Regions from separate parts of the Mus musculus genome. Here regions 1, 2, 3 and 5 are each linked to region 4. A link is a contact called in public HiChIP or PLAC-seq and promoter capture Hi-C data. All regions are on one chromosome and are shown on one strand. The core of a region is the stretch at or near the end of the contact, and the rest is flanking DNA. Distances in the headings are between cores, read along the strand shown.

What was found. Promoter capture Hi-C pulls out the DNA fragments that hold promoters and counts their contacts. HiChIP or PLAC-seq counts read pairs in DNA pulled down with a chosen protein or histone mark.
Region 1: a contact with region 4 is called in a promoter capture Hi-C map of embryonic stem cells. The contact joins the enhancer-like site here to the promoter of Nid2 in region 4. A contact is called at or near these places in 14 of 39 promoter capture datasets (the 3T3-L1 cell line, the C10 cell line, the HPC-7 cell line and 9 more), 1 of 484 Hi-C or Micro-C datasets (embryonic stem cells), 10 of 115 datasets of contacts at active chromatin or transcription factors (differentiating embryonic stem cells, embryonic stem cells, neural tube and 1 more) and 1 of 9 other capture datasets (embryonic stem cells).
Region 2: a contact with region 4 is called in a promoter capture Hi-C map of cranial neural crest. The contact joins the enhancer-like site here to the promoter of Nid2 in region 4. A contact is called at or near these places in 16 of 39 promoter capture datasets (the 3T3-L1 cell line, the C10 cell line, the HPC-7 cell line and 11 more), 2 of 15 datasets of contacts at CTCF or cohesin (embryonic stem cells and large pre-B cells), 15 of 115 datasets of contacts at active chromatin or transcription factors (craniofacial prominence, differentiating embryonic stem cells, embryonic forebrain and 6 more) and 1 of 9 other capture datasets (embryonic stem cells).
Region 3: a promoter capture Hi-C map of the HPC-7 cell line shows a contact between it and region 4, with 3 times the contacts expected there. The contact joins the enhancer-like site here to the promoter of Nid2 in region 4. A contact is called at or near these places in 5 of 39 promoter capture datasets (the C10 cell line, the HPC-7 cell line, cranial neural crest and 1 more) and 1 of 115 datasets of contacts at active chromatin or transcription factors (astrocytes).
Region 5: an Esrrb HiChIP or PLAC-seq map of embryonic stem cells shows a contact between it and region 4, with 14 times the contacts expected there. The contact joins the enhancer-like site here to the promoter of Nid2 in region 4. A contact is called at or near these places in 6 of 39 promoter capture datasets (the C10 cell line, the HPC-7 cell line, cranial neural crest and 3 more), 3 of 484 Hi-C or Micro-C datasets (all in embryonic stem cells) and 13 of 115 datasets of contacts at active chromatin or transcription factors (astrocytes, embryonic stem cells, extraembryonic endoderm stem cells and 2 more).

The regions. Positions count from the first base shown.
Region 1 is chr14:20,046,973-20,049,672 of GRCm38.p6, reverse strand. No RefSeq gene overlaps it. Among named protein-coding and RNA genes, the nearest start is that of Saysd1, 35 kb to the left of the region's middle. Within about 2 kb of position 1,347, at least 55 of the 459 cell types and tissues checked have an H3K27ac peak or open chromatin away from gene starts, as enhancers often do. A contact at or near this core is called in differentiating embryonic stem cells and embryonic stem cells, where this site is marked.
Region 2 is chr14:20,066,228-20,068,927 of GRCm38.p6, reverse strand. No RefSeq gene overlaps it. Among named protein-coding and RNA genes, the nearest start is that of Saysd1, 16 kb to the left of the region's middle. Within about 2 kb of position 1,392, at least 28 of the 459 cell types and tissues checked have an H3K27ac peak or open chromatin away from gene starts, as enhancers often do. A contact at or near this core is called in differentiating embryonic stem cells, where this site is marked.
Region 3 is chr14:20,152,883-20,155,582 of GRCm38.p6, reverse strand. The region is part of intron 1 of Kcnk5 (potassium channel, subfamily K, member 5); the gene reads left to right. Among named protein-coding and RNA genes, the nearest start is that of Gm52125, 16 kb to the right of the region's middle. Within about 2 kb of position 1,267, at least 67 of the 459 cell types and tissues checked have an H3K27ac peak or open chromatin away from gene starts, as enhancers often do.
Region 4 is chr14:19,749,816-19,752,515 of GRCm38.p6, reverse strand. Nid2 (nidogen 2) reads right to left here and starts at 1,259. Exons shown (of 21, transcript NM_008695.2): 1 at 951-1,259; 2 at 1-275. The coding sequence starts at 1,178.
Region 5 is chr14:20,215,865-20,218,564 of GRCm38.p6, reverse strand. No RefSeq gene overlaps it. Among named protein-coding and RNA genes, the nearest start is that of Kcnk5, 35 kb to the right of the region's middle. Within about 2 kb of position 1,429, at least 32 of the 459 cell types and tissues checked have an H3K27ac peak or open chromatin away from gene starts, as enhancers often do. A contact at or near this core is called in embryonic stem cells and stem cell-derived epiblast-like cells, where this site is marked.

The DNA of each region.
Region 1 (2,700 bases), core at 98-2,597, 300 kb before region 4:
TGAGCTGCTGATTGCAGCCTTTGCAAACTGCTTGTCCCCTTCTCTGTTTCTGGAAAGGGTCACATCTGCTCCTCTCTCACCAGCATCTACTCAGACCCCAAGTTCTGTTTGCTAAAGATAAAACTGTCATTGTTTATTATTATTGTTGTTGTTTGTTTGTTTGTTTCTCTCATATAACACATCTCGACTACTATCTCCCTCCCTCTACCCTTCCCAGTTTCCCCCAAAACCTCTTCTCTATCCCAGATCGGTGGAATCCAGGATCTTCCGTTTCCCTTCAAAAAAAGAGCAGGGCCCTCAGGGATATCAACATGGCATAACAAGCTGCAATAGGATTAGATGCAAACCCTCACATCAAGGCTGGACAAGGCAGCCCAGAAGGAAGAAAGGGGTCTGAAAAGCAGGCAAAGGAGGCAGAGACAGCCAACACTCCCAACAAAACCTCTGAGTTATACAACCATAACATATACCCAGAGGACTTAGTGCACACCTATGTAGAATCTATGGTTGCTACTACAGTCTCTGTGAGCCCTTATGAGCCCTGCTTAGTTGATCATGTGGGCCATGTTCTCCTGGTGTCCTCAATCCCTCCTTGTCTGCTAGGGTTCCCTGAGCTCTGCCTAATGTTTAGGGATAAAACTGCAGATATCAGCTTCTGTAAAACTTGCTTAGTCTTGAGAAATGTATCCTTTGGGATGGGGATAAAAAAAATCACCCTAATATGGCCACAAAATTATGCCAATGCCTAACCCTATATAAACCATGAAATATTTCTGATCAGCACTGGGTTTCTTTAGGCAATAGCAACTCACTGATTAAAGAATTTTTCCTTTAATTCCTTTAATTCTCATTCAAGAAGGTTGAAGCCTGGCCTCAGTGCCTGTGCCCAGCACCTCAACACATTTGAATAGAGAGCAATTAGAAGGCAGGACAAAGGAAACTCTCCTGGGTCCTCTTGAACAATGACAACAGGGACAAAAGAAGCTGGCTACATTGTATCCTGTCCCTATTTGTTTCTCTTTGTGTCCCACATGCTCCTGGTGGAGAGTGGGGGCTGACAACCCGTGCTGATTCCTCTTGTCCTATAGCAGGCGGCTTGGACCATGCTTGGCTGCAGACCTGGGAGCTCACCTATTTTCCTCTGTTCATGAAGACCATAATATTGTCACATCTGCATGCATACAAGGTGCTGATGGCTTAAATACCTTATCTTCATTCAAACATTTTAGCTACTCTAGGAAATGGTTGTAACTCGTGGCCATTTTACAGATGAAGAAATACAGTGCATGCAGGAGCCAAGCAGCTATCAGGTTTGCACAGCTGGTATACAGTGGAAGCAGCTCCTGTTGCCATAGAAACCTTCCTCAAGGCAGAGAGCCCCTATGAACATAGCCTTCCAGGCTGAGCAGGCCAGAAGCCTGTTTTAGAAGAAGGGCTTTAGTGACAATATGCGTTCACATTTACAATCCACACTTGCCTTAAGCCCCATTGTCTTTCTTAACATTGCTACACTGTCTTAGGTTTTAAATTTAGACTTACACTTGTCTCTGTGCAGATCATCTCCTCTCCTCATTGTAAGCTACTGGAGACAGGGATTACCAGAAATTGGATACTGGGGCTGGGGAGCTGGCCTAGAAGGAAAGGTGTTTGTAGCTGATGATGCAAACTGGACCAGCTGAGCTAAAGCCCTGGAACACACATGAAGGCTCTGGCTCCACAGTTCTCCCCATGCTCATCGTGGCATGTGCACCCACATACATATCATACAGTCACCCATATATCATATCATGTACACACAGTAATACTTAAAAAAAAAGAGTCTGCTATTGTTTAGATGACTCTTAGCATTGCTTGTGTTGTATAGCAGATTCCTCTAATGTCAAAACCTTGGAGAGAAGCTCTTCAGGATGCAAGATGTTAAAATGGAGGTAAAATAACAAGGTGCTCTAAGGGAAGGTGAAATACCTCACCCTGTAGCTTGAGGACTAAACAACACAATAGCCTCAGGAAGTCCCTACAAACGACCAGACTTGCTGGGCTCCTCTTTTCGCAAGCATATATAAGCATGGGACTGCTAAGAGACTCTTAGATGGGCTGAGTCACTTGAAAGAGCCTCACAGACCAACTTAATTACCTAGAAAAACACTCCAACCCATAGAGCTGACTTCAGGCTTGGCAGTGTGCTCCAGGTTTCCAGCTTACATGACCCATGCTGGGATGGGCTTTTGTTGATGCTGCTGTCTTTGAGTCATTTCTGCTTCTAAAAATAACCCATCACTCATATTCTTGTAAGTATCCCCCCCCACAAAAAAAACTCATTGGTTCACCAAATTGGACTTTGATAATCTCCTTACAGCCTGTCATCACTTCTGTATCTGAGGTGAGCGGATGTCTCCCTAGGAATAGTGTCACACAATAGCTAGTAAATATGTTCTCCATTCCTATGTCCCCTTTGCTCCAGGATTCTATACGCATGCTCAGTACTTCAAGCTGATTGCTTGAATGAAAGAGTGATGATACACAGAGTAACTTCATTTCAGAATTTTAGGCACAAACTCTGCATATCATTTTCATCCCTCAGACTCCACTTGGCATGTTTTATGTTGCAAAATAAATATATAAATTAAAAAAAATAATGGCAGGAGGGCTCATTATGAAACTTCCAGATGAATTATGGAAGCTTAATAGCTATTCTGCCCC
Region 2 (2,700 bases), core at 143-2,642, 320 kb before region 4:
TTTTAGGTCTTTCTGGTCCATTCTTTCCTTACTGTGCTCCCGTTTCTTCCTTTTAGAATGGTAATTTATATTCTGTACCATTGTATGTTTGAAGTATGTGGTCTGCTTTTCTATTTTGATTTTGTAGGGGATTAAAGTTAGGAGATTGCCGTGAGTCTCAGACGAGGCTTTGGACTTTGGACTTGCAGACAGTGTTGAGACCTTCCTAGACTATGGAGACTTGTTGGACTGAACGCACATTTGCACTATGATGTGGCTACAAGCCTGTAGGGGCCAGGGAGTGGAATGTGGTGGTTTGAATGCCTCCCATAGACACATAGATGTGAATGCTTGGTCTCCAGGGGGTGGCGCTATTGTGAGGTGGGTCTTGCTGGGGGAAGTATGTCACTGGGGGTGGGTTTTGAGGTTTTCAAATGCTTAAGCCAGCCCAGTAACTCTCTCTTCCTGTTGCTGGCAGATCTAGATGTAGAACTTTTCAAATCCAGCACCATGTCTATGTGCAGGCTGCCATGTTTCCCACCATGATGATAATGGATTGAACCTCTGAACTGTAAACAAACCCTGTGGGGCGGTGGGCTGTGCACAGACAGCCTGGTCTCAAGTTGAGCAAAGGTCTGGAACCCCGGCGACCCTATGGGTGGTGACTTTTATCTGCATGGGATGGCATGTGTTCGGCCACGCCTCCTGGGTCCTTGACTCCTGTCTTGTAGCTTCAGCCTCCCCCCACCCCACCCCCACCCCCGCAGAGAGAGGTACGTGGCCATCACAGGAATAGCACCAAGCCCTCCCACAAGCAAATAAGGTTTCCCCAAAGCTCTCAGACCAAACCAATGAGAAATACCTGCTGTCAGACCCTTACCCATCTCAAAACTGTATATAAGAATCCTATACAGAAGGATTAGGGGTGGGAGAACTACTCTGTCGTCCAAGACTTTTGTCCTAAGAGCTGTAACACTTGAGATCTACTCTCCTGAAGCGCCGCCTGAGGCCCTGCCGCACTCCTCACTGGCTAGTCGGCTTCTCATCAGCCCAGCCTGACCCGACTCAGTGCAGGGTAGCATGGAATTACTGCATGGCGGAGACGGAGGCCCGGAAGCGGGGAAGCAATTACCCCTCCCTGACCGCATTCGCTTCCTCGCACCAGGCCTGGCCAGAGATTTCCACAGAAATCTCTGGTACTCAGGCCCACAAAACCCCAGAAGAAATGCTTTCCTTTATAAGAGTTGCCACGATCATGGCAGCTCCTCACAGCAGTAGAACACTACGACAGCTGTGTTTCTGTGTGAGAGAGAAAATGTGCTGTGGTGAGGGCGACCCACCTTTATCTCATCAGCTTTAAGAGTGGACAAAGCAGCAGAAGATGCTGCTCAGAGGCACTAAATTCTTATGTCCACAAGGTGGCACCCCATACCTGGTATGCACATTTTCACTTCCTAAGGCCAAATATATGAAGACCTTTTGCCAGAAGAGGTCGCAGAAACACCTCCCTTCCTTTCCCTACCTGTTGAGTGGGAACTGCCTTTATACGCTGTGTTAAGAATGGAGGAAGGTGATATTTCAAGCCCTCTCACTACTGTGAATTAGAAGATGGAATGGGGCCCTAGCATATCAGTGTTATACTGAAGGCTTTAGTTAGGGCACAGGGTTAGAAAAAGAAGAGGTAAATCATTTTTATCTGCAGATGGTATGATAGCATGTATTTTTATGTTTTAACTTTTTATTGCAGTGTGTGTACACATGCATGCTTGCGTGCACATGTGCATTGATGCAAACACATGCAAATGCCATTCTGTCTTCTCAAAATGTGCTGTCACCTGCGCACAGAAATCTGTACTTTCCCGCAGTGTCCCTGGTGGTTCTGGCCTCGAGTGTGCACTTATCCATTCTGTCTCTACATGGCTGCTTCAAGTTGACAGTGTTACAGGTAACATGGGGCTTGGCACTTTATTTTTGTGTCTAATTACAAATTCTATTTTTATATCAAAGAAAGCATTTCGTCAAGCTTATGGTTTCTGAGGGATACAGTTCACAGTGTCAGAGTAAAGGCCTGGCATGAGGAAAGGCACAATGATCACTGTGATCAGCAAGTAGATCACTTATATGCAGCCTCAACCTTAACCATAACTCTAACCCTGTGTCTAACCCAATTCTAATCGTAGCTATAACTGAATCTAGACTATCCCTATCCCTAATGCTAATCCTAAAACTAACACTAATGCTAATCCTACACCCAAACCTACCCTATACCTAATATAACCAATAGTCTAAACCCAAGCCTAAGCCTAAACTTAGGTCTAACCCTAACCTGAACCTAGATTAGTCCTATTCCAATGCTAAACCTAGACCTAATCTTAAATGTAGTCTATTCCATAACTATAGGCCTATCCTTTCTCCATCTTTAAGTCTACTTAGCCTTAACATTGGCACAAATGCCAGATATAACCCTAACCTGAAAGTAACCCTAACCTAACACCATTCTTAAACAATACATATTCTTCTCTTCATATAAGTGCTAACTATAAAATTAACACAGAACAAGACCAAATAGCAAACCATAGAAACCTGATACAAACAACCCTAGAAATACCCATAAAACTATTGCAACCAAAGCTGTAACACTAGCAATATCTATAATGATACCTGACCCTAAATTTAAACATATCACTACATTTATCAATACTAAAATCCTTAGCTTTATTT
Region 3 (2,700 bases), core at 18-2,517, 400 kb before region 4:
GAGGACGGTCGGTCGGTCTCTGGTCTCCACATGCACACACGTGTGCATATTCATGTTTACACAAACACACCACTTGCACATGAAAATTGGCTATGTAGTTGTTGTTAGCACCTCCTGGGAAAGCCTTTGAACCTCACTTTTCCAGTTCAGGCCCTGACTTTCTCTGGGGGCTAAGACGAAGCTAAAGGCTTCCCCTTCCCTATGTTAAGGTACTGTCCAGGTCAAGAAGCCACAGAACAGTCATTTTCCTTTGTGGTTTCACTTTCTACAATCTCTGATTACCTATGGTCAGTTGTGGTCCAGAAGTATTCAACAGAAAATTCCAGAAGTAATTCATGAACTCGAACTAACTAACTTGTGAGTCACATGATGAAAATTCATGCTCTTGGCCGCTTCCTGCCTGGGACATGAATCATCCCTTCTCATCCAGTGTATCCACACTGTGTCTGCTACCTACCCATAGCTCAGTCACTGTGTTATGTTGCCATGGTACCGGTATCATTGGTCCAAGAAATACACAGCTCCCTGTTTTCTAGCATCTACTATGCTGTCTTGGAAAACACCTGCACGGATTGTTAATGCTAACATGGATAAGTAGGATAGGTCTATAGTGTCCCAATGCATGCAGAGAGTAAATGTGTCATTTCCCACCCTCTCTCTCTCTCACCTGTGCTCCGGCTGGTTGCTTCTGCAGTGGGTGAAGGAACAGCAGGCTGGGTGGGCACTGGACATACACTCCTTCAAAGACAAAATATGAGTCTAGACAGGAAAGGGGCCTTCCCTCCAGTGTGAGCTGGGTTGAGGAAGACAGAAGGCAAACTGTTCCTGGCTATGGGGCTCCTGATGTGGGAGCTGGGCTAAGGCTCAATAAATTTCGATGCTGATAGCAATATATTTTGAACATGCTAAAGAGAAGGGGTAGGCGAGGAAAGGTGCTGGTCTGAGCAGTAGAAAACTGGTATTTTAGGAGGTTGTGGTCAGATCTTGTTTTGTAGAGAAGACGTGGGCAGAAAGGCGAAGGGTTCCTAGAGAGTCTCCGTTCTTGGTATGCTCTAACAGCCAAGCACACTGAGGAAGGAACAACGTGGTGTGGCCCTCCCCTGGGCCATCCATCATCTGTCCTCTCTGGATAAGGCAAGGCTGCTATGAGCTGGGCCTCCAGCGGGCCCAGGGAGGGAGTTGGTACTAATGGGCTCTTGCCTATACCTCGCTCTGAACTATGGCTGCCCTCTGAGCCTCACCCCAGTCACCCTGAGTTGGGGAGAAGGCAGTGAAGAAATACCAGGAATTCCTTATCCCTGCCCTATTCCCCCTGCTCGAGCTCCACAGCTCCCACTCCATGCCAGCCTGCACTAAAGGCAGCTGCTAATGTTTTTTGTTTTGTTCTGTTTTTCATTTTGCTTTGAGAGAAATTGCTTTCTTGTTGGCTTGCTTTGGTGTGTGTTTTTGAAATAGGGTCTTGGTGTCCAGGTTGGCCTTGAGCTTGTGACTCTCCTCATACTTCTCCTGGACTGTTAAGATTGTAGGTGTGTGTCACCATGGGGATTGTTTGTTTGTTTTTGGAGACAGGGTTTCACTGTGTAGCCCTGGCTGTTCTGGGATTCATCTGTACAGCAGGCTGGCCTCAAACCCACAGAAATCCTCCTGTCTGCCTCCTGAGCTTAGGGTTAAAGGTGTGTTCCATTACCACCTGACACCTTTTGGAGAATTTTTAAAATCTGTGGACACGTGTCTGCAGGGCTTGGTATTTTAAGCTTAAAGATGGTTCCTTGGACAGTGCAGCCTGGTCTTGAGAGTCCCTGCCTCACAGTGACTCTGTATTGTCAAAATCTTAGTTTCATCTAATATAAGCAAGCCTTACATCTCTTCCCAACCCCAAGTTAACATTGAGAAAATAATGCAAGAGGTAGAGTTGACTTGGCCTGGTCTGCAATGGAGATGCACGCGCGCGCGCGCGCGTGTGTGTGCGTGTGTGTGTGTGCGTGTGTGTGTGTGTGTGTGTGTGTGTGTGTGTGCTCATGTACTTGTATGTGTATGACAGCCAGAGATTAGTCTCAGAAGAAGCCCGCCTCACTGTTTGAGACTGGTCTTAGTGGTGCCCTCAGGCTCACTCACTGATGGACTAGGCTGGCTCACCAGTAAGCTCCTAGATCCTTCTGCCTCCACTTCCCCATTGAGATCACAGGCTTGCGGGACTTTTTACATAAATGATGAAGATGGAATGAGTCCAGGTTCTGTCCCATGCTTGCACCCCAAGCCCTTCACTGACCAAGTTATCTCTAGCCATTCCAAGATATTCTTATGTGTCCATAAATCCCAGTGGGGATTATCAGATTGGATGGATGCCAGCTGCTCAGCTGGGCACACTAACATTCCCTCATCTCCCACCCTGATTCCTAAGTTGCTTTGGTGTATGAAGGTTGGTTTGGGGTCTCCCTCCTTTGACCTATGCCTGTCTGTAGCTTTAAAATTTTGGCAGACGTTGTACTCAGTATGTTTACCTGGCATGTATCTAGCTGTTAACTTTTGTACAGAGAACCCCTCCATTTAACGTGGGGTCTTCATCCACCCTTGGCTTCCCACCTGGGAGGGGATTGTGTTAGAGACATGGACATGGACAGCAAGTGACTGTGAGGCCAGTGTCAGGCAGACTTTTGTTGACTGTGAAGCTTGAAACAGTAGGGGGGTGGGGAGTGAGGG
Region 4 (2,700 bases), core at 10-2,509:
TCGTAGGCGCCCACGTGCTCCCAGGTGGCCAGGAAGGCGTGGGTGGGGGTGAAGCTGGACCCCGACAGCGGGAAGCCAGTGCGCACGTAGCGGGCAGCCAGGCTCAGCACAGCTCCGGAGGTGTCCTCGCGGTACAGGATCCGGCCCCTGCTGTGACTAGTGTCGATGTCAGCCAGGAAAGGGGCGATGGCTGGGAAGTCAGTAGGAAAATCATCATCTACATATTGAGTCTCCCTGGGGAAGTCCTGGGTGGAGATGATGCCGTTGGTGCCCACCTACAATAAGACCAAGGGGCGGTGAGACAGTTCAGCAGGTAAGGGCACCTTGCCGTCAAACCCGACGACTTGAGTTCTAGGACACAAGGTGGAAGAAAAAGCCAGTTCTCTGATCTTCATACACACGAGGTGGCACGTGAATCCCCAACATTTTTAATATTTTTAAAAGGTCAAAATAGTGGTGGTCGCTCAAGCCCAAGGGCAGCCACCGTGCTCCAGTCGTACGCACCTACCGTCCACCTATTGTAGAAAATATTTCTACTCCAATCAAGGTTGAGCCACATCCAGGGTAGCAAGCTCCTATCTCACCCTCCAGTGCACTGCGACCCACAGGTGCGGCTGCTCTCGAACCGGTCCATCTTTCTCCAGTATTGCTCGCCCTTAAGATAGCTCTGCCGGCGTGCACAGTCCCCCCCCCCCCACCGCCCTAAACGCAAACCCCACTCGCAGCCTTAACTTCATCTTCCTGCCTAGAATGTCAAAGTAGAGGGGCACGGTTCCAGCTCGCCCTTGAAACGATCCTTATTCCTCCACAGTAAGGATCAAGAAGTTGCAGCGCCGCTGCTAAGCCTGGTCCCCAGAGGGGACGACAGTTAAACATGGAGGTTGTTCCACTCCCTGGGAAGAAGCTAAGAGTCCCACACCCAACCGCGCACCTCCGGGAGCTGAACTTACGTAGAGGCTGCTGAACTGGGCATCGTAGAAACGCAGGGGTATTGCCAGCTTCACAGCTGCTGAGCTTTCGTCGTCGCCCTCCGGCAGCAGCTGGTCTCCCCACGACTCCCCGTAAGGAAAGAGCTCGTCGGGACGCAGAGCCCCGACTCGCGACAGCAGCAACAGCATCACCAGCAGCGATAGCGGTGATGGCGGTGTTAGCCACCCGGCTGTCGGGTCCCGAAACATGCTCACTCCTCCCTGGCTCTGCCCTCCACTCCGCAAGTCTCTGCGGGCCACACTGCCCGCCAGACTCCAACTTGGACCTCTGGTCCGCAATACGGGCCCGCCCAGCGCGCTGATTGGCTACAGCTCTCGGCCACTGACCAATCAGCGACTCTGAGAAAGTTCGCCAGCGGCCACTACATGTGGTTCTCATTAGGTTTTCTAAGACTGCTGTAGTTTGCTGGAGTGGCCGGGCTGGAAGGTGAGGCCGTTGGCCCGGTCTGGTCTAGGCTGTCCCAACTACTCCTGGGCTACCCCCAACTCTCCAGTGTAGGCTACGACGCTGCAGGAGGTGACCTCAAGGGCTGGCAGGACCCTCGGCGCGCGTGCAGCTCTGGGCAGGAGCGACTGTGCGCACTGGGTTGGCAGAGCGAGGGAGGGTAATGAACACACTGGAGTTCGCGCCCTGCCCTAGGGTCCGGGGTACCCCTCTCGCTAGAGGCCTGGCCCTCGGATAAAGAATCAAAGGAGCTTTGTCTCCATCCGGGGGCTGCTCCGCCCCACCCAAATTTCCTGCTGAGAAGCATGCCTTTGTGAAAGGCTGACTCCTAAATTCTATCCCCAAGCGCTGGCTAACCTTTGTAAGGACACTGCCACCCTCTGAAATGTCCTCCCCAGCTGTTTGCCTTCCCTGGGGGAAACCACCCTTCAGCAGACGGTGAATCCTACTTTGTGTGACCCCCTTGAGTTGGAGCCTGGAGTGAGGCGGCCAGGCGCCGGGGCGGAACCACTGAGTGTTTCTCCCAAAGCCTGGGAGTTTAGGAACTGCCCTAGCGGGAGGCCACAGAGTCGGTAACCCGAGCTGCCCTGCAGGATGGGAAACCTTACAACCTGGAAAGCAGCTGTGCCGGTGTTGGGGAACCCCCTCCATCATAAACATCCCCTCTGGGAGCCGGATGAGATTTTATTACTATTTTATTATCAGGAGGGTGAAATTTCCCACGTACAGTCCGTTTTCTCTCGGCTTGGCCCATCCCCCACAGGCTCCTTAGAAGCAAAGGTAGTTTAAAAAAAAACTTAAAGATATAGGACTCTCAAACAGAGCTTTCTCTTTGTGTTTATCCAGCTATGTAATTCTTAAAGACCCATGGGGCCAAATACTAAAACTTCTTGAAGACACCAGACTGAAAGACTCTGAATCAACACAACAAAAAAGGCCCACAGCAGTTTGCTCCCTCTAGCTGGAGAGGGGTATGTTTGCTCTTACACAAAACAAACTCAAGTTTGCACATTTTTTTTTTCTCATTTTTCCTCTTGGGACCAAATATTTACATTTTGCTGAGGACAAAATGGTGTCTCAAAGATGTGAGATTATTTGACTTGTTCAAGGTCACCTCTTCCATCCTTCATGGATTCTTCCTCAGGCTCGGCACATCTCCTCCATTCAGCATAACAATAGCAGCTAACTTTGACTGGAGGTCTGTCCTACAAATTAGTGGCAAACCAAATTCCAAGACGGAATCCCCACAGCCTGATTTCCTAGTGT
Region 5 (2,700 bases), core at 180-2,679, 470 kb before region 4:
AAAACGAACTCAAGAGCATCTTCGGGAGTTCTGTGTCTGAGAATGTTGTCAAGGCTTTTTTTTTTTTTTTTTTCTTTTTCCTTTTAAACCTTACAGGCCCTTTGAGTATATATTGTGACTTCTGGTGTTGTGTTTTTATACAATTCCCATGGGTGTGGCTGTGTGTGCCTCTGTGTCTATGTGTTTCTTGTGATTTTTCTTTGGCCCTTTTCCTTCTGTTTGTTTCTTTCTATTTCAACTGGCTTGTTTTTTCTTTTTATCATATTATTACATTACATACTATTATACTACAACCCCTTAGATGCCTGCTAATTTTATTTTCTCTTCTGTGTTTATTTTGGGGTTCCTTTGTGTAGCTCTGACTGTCCTGGAGCTCACTCTATGGATCTTTGAGATGGCTTGTGTCGCCATGCCTACCTCCCAGTTTTCTAAGGAGAGACAGAAAAGAGGTCAATCTGGATGGGGGGAGGTGGGGAAGAACTGGGAGGAGTTGAGGGAGAGAAAACCATAATTAAACAATATTGTATAGAATAAACTATTTTCAATTAAAAATATTTTAAACAAAAATAAATAGATAAATAAATATATGAATAAATACCTAAATGAGTACATAAATCAATAAAAGCCAACAAGTTGGAAGATGAGGACTAACATGTAGTACAACCAATTTAAACTTATCCTCAACTAGGTGACAGATAAGTAAGACCCAGGCTCTGATTTGTTTTATTTGGCTTTGATAATTACTGGGGAGTAACCCCTAAGGTACTTTTCTAACTGCTGACCTGGCTGCCTCCCCAGCAGTGTACCCCAGATACTTGCTGTTTCTCCTGGCCACAGGCTCATGGTCCATCTCCTCTCATGATGGCTTCCTCTTTTTTTTTTTTTTTGTTCTTCCTTCTCCTCCTGGTCTCTGCTTTCTCTTCTCTACCCCCAACCTTGTAACTCAAAACCCACTTACCTCTAATCCTTCCAGTCATTGTCTGTAGCCAATTATTTTTTTAATAGTTTTTTTTTTTTAAACAAGGAACAAGATCTGCACAACAAAAGTCTGTAACTGAGAGAATTCACTCCGAGGCCTAGACCTTTTGGTACAGAATTAGCATTACAATATGTAGCAACAGACCTAACCTCAACACTAATACTCAAGGTTGCTCCTCAGATCTCTATCTGTGCTCTCTGGCACGTGCATGTATATACATGTGCTCACCACACACACACACACACACACACACACTAAAAGGAAGTGTAGGTGTAGACTCGGTTTTAAACTGGACAGTGGGTAGTCATCCCACACACAGTTCTGTCCCACTCCACAGAAACCGGGCAGAAGCTTCCCCCAGGCCAGGCTGGCAAAGCCCACCCTGGGGGTGGGGATGGGGTGGGGGTCTGTCCTGCTCTGAATCACTCTAGGCAGTGGAAAAGTGAGATGCCTCCAGAGAGGAGCCCCACCCTCATTCTGGTCCAGGTTGATTGAATCAGGCCTAGGTCTTGGCTGACTCCTTTCAGACTTCTGAGTGTGCGGTGTCTCACCCCATCCCTTTCCACTACCAACCCACTCACAGCCCAGCACTTTGTCATTTCCCATCAGAGGCTCCTCCAAGGGCCCCCACTGTCCCAAGCCACCTCATCTCACGGTCCCGTCTTAAGAACTGAGCCATAAAGGCCAAGAACATCCCAGACACACAGAAAACAATGAGTCAGCCACACCGGAAGCAAACACACAAACAGAACCAATGTCTAAGACCCACGAGCCTGAGGTGTCCTGAGACAAATTTATCCTACAGACCTTAGACGTGCAAAATGGCACCTGTAGGCTGTTTACAGAAGCCTACAATAGTTGGTTACAACTTAAATGCCCACCAGTAGGGACTAGTTGGAAATGATGCTGTATTTAAACAACAGGACCCTGCAGCTATGTAAAAGAATGGGGCAGTACTTGTTAGCATTTGTCTTTTGTGAGGTTTGTTTGTTTGTCAATTTGATACAAAGTAGAGTCATGCTGGGCATGGTGGCGCACACTTTTAATCCCAGCACTAGGGAGGCAGAGGCAGGTGGATTTCTGAGTTCGAGGCCAGCCTGGTCTACAAAGTGAGTTCCAGGACAGCCAGGGCTATACAGAGAAACCCTGTCTTGAAAAACCAAAAACCAAACCAAACCAAACCAAACCAAAAAAAACCAAGGTAGAGTCATCTAGGAAGAAAGACTGTCAGCTGAGGGATTGCCATCAGATTGGCCTGTAGGCAAATCTGTGGGGATGGTTTCTTGTGGGAGGGTCCAGCCCACTATGGGCAGTGCCACCCCTGGACAGGTGGTACCGGGGTGTTGTGCTGGTTGTTTTTGTCAACTTGACACAAACATATCTGGGAAGAGGATAATCTCAATTGAGAAAATGCCTCTGTAACACTGGCCTGTCGGCAACTCTGTGGGCATTTTCTTGATGAATATAGATATGGAAAGGCCCCACCAACTGTGAGTGCTGCCAGCCCTAGGCAAGGAGTTCTTGATGGTAATGAACAAGCAGGCTGAGCCAGCCACAGGATGCAAGCCCGTAGGCAGCGTTTCCCGTGGCTTCTGCTTTAGTTTCTGCCCCCAGGTTCCTCCCTGAGTTCCTGTCCTGACTTCCCTTCAAGCTGTAAGATGATATAAACCTGTCCTCCCTGGGTTGCTTTTGGTCATAGTATTTATCACGGCAGCAGAAAA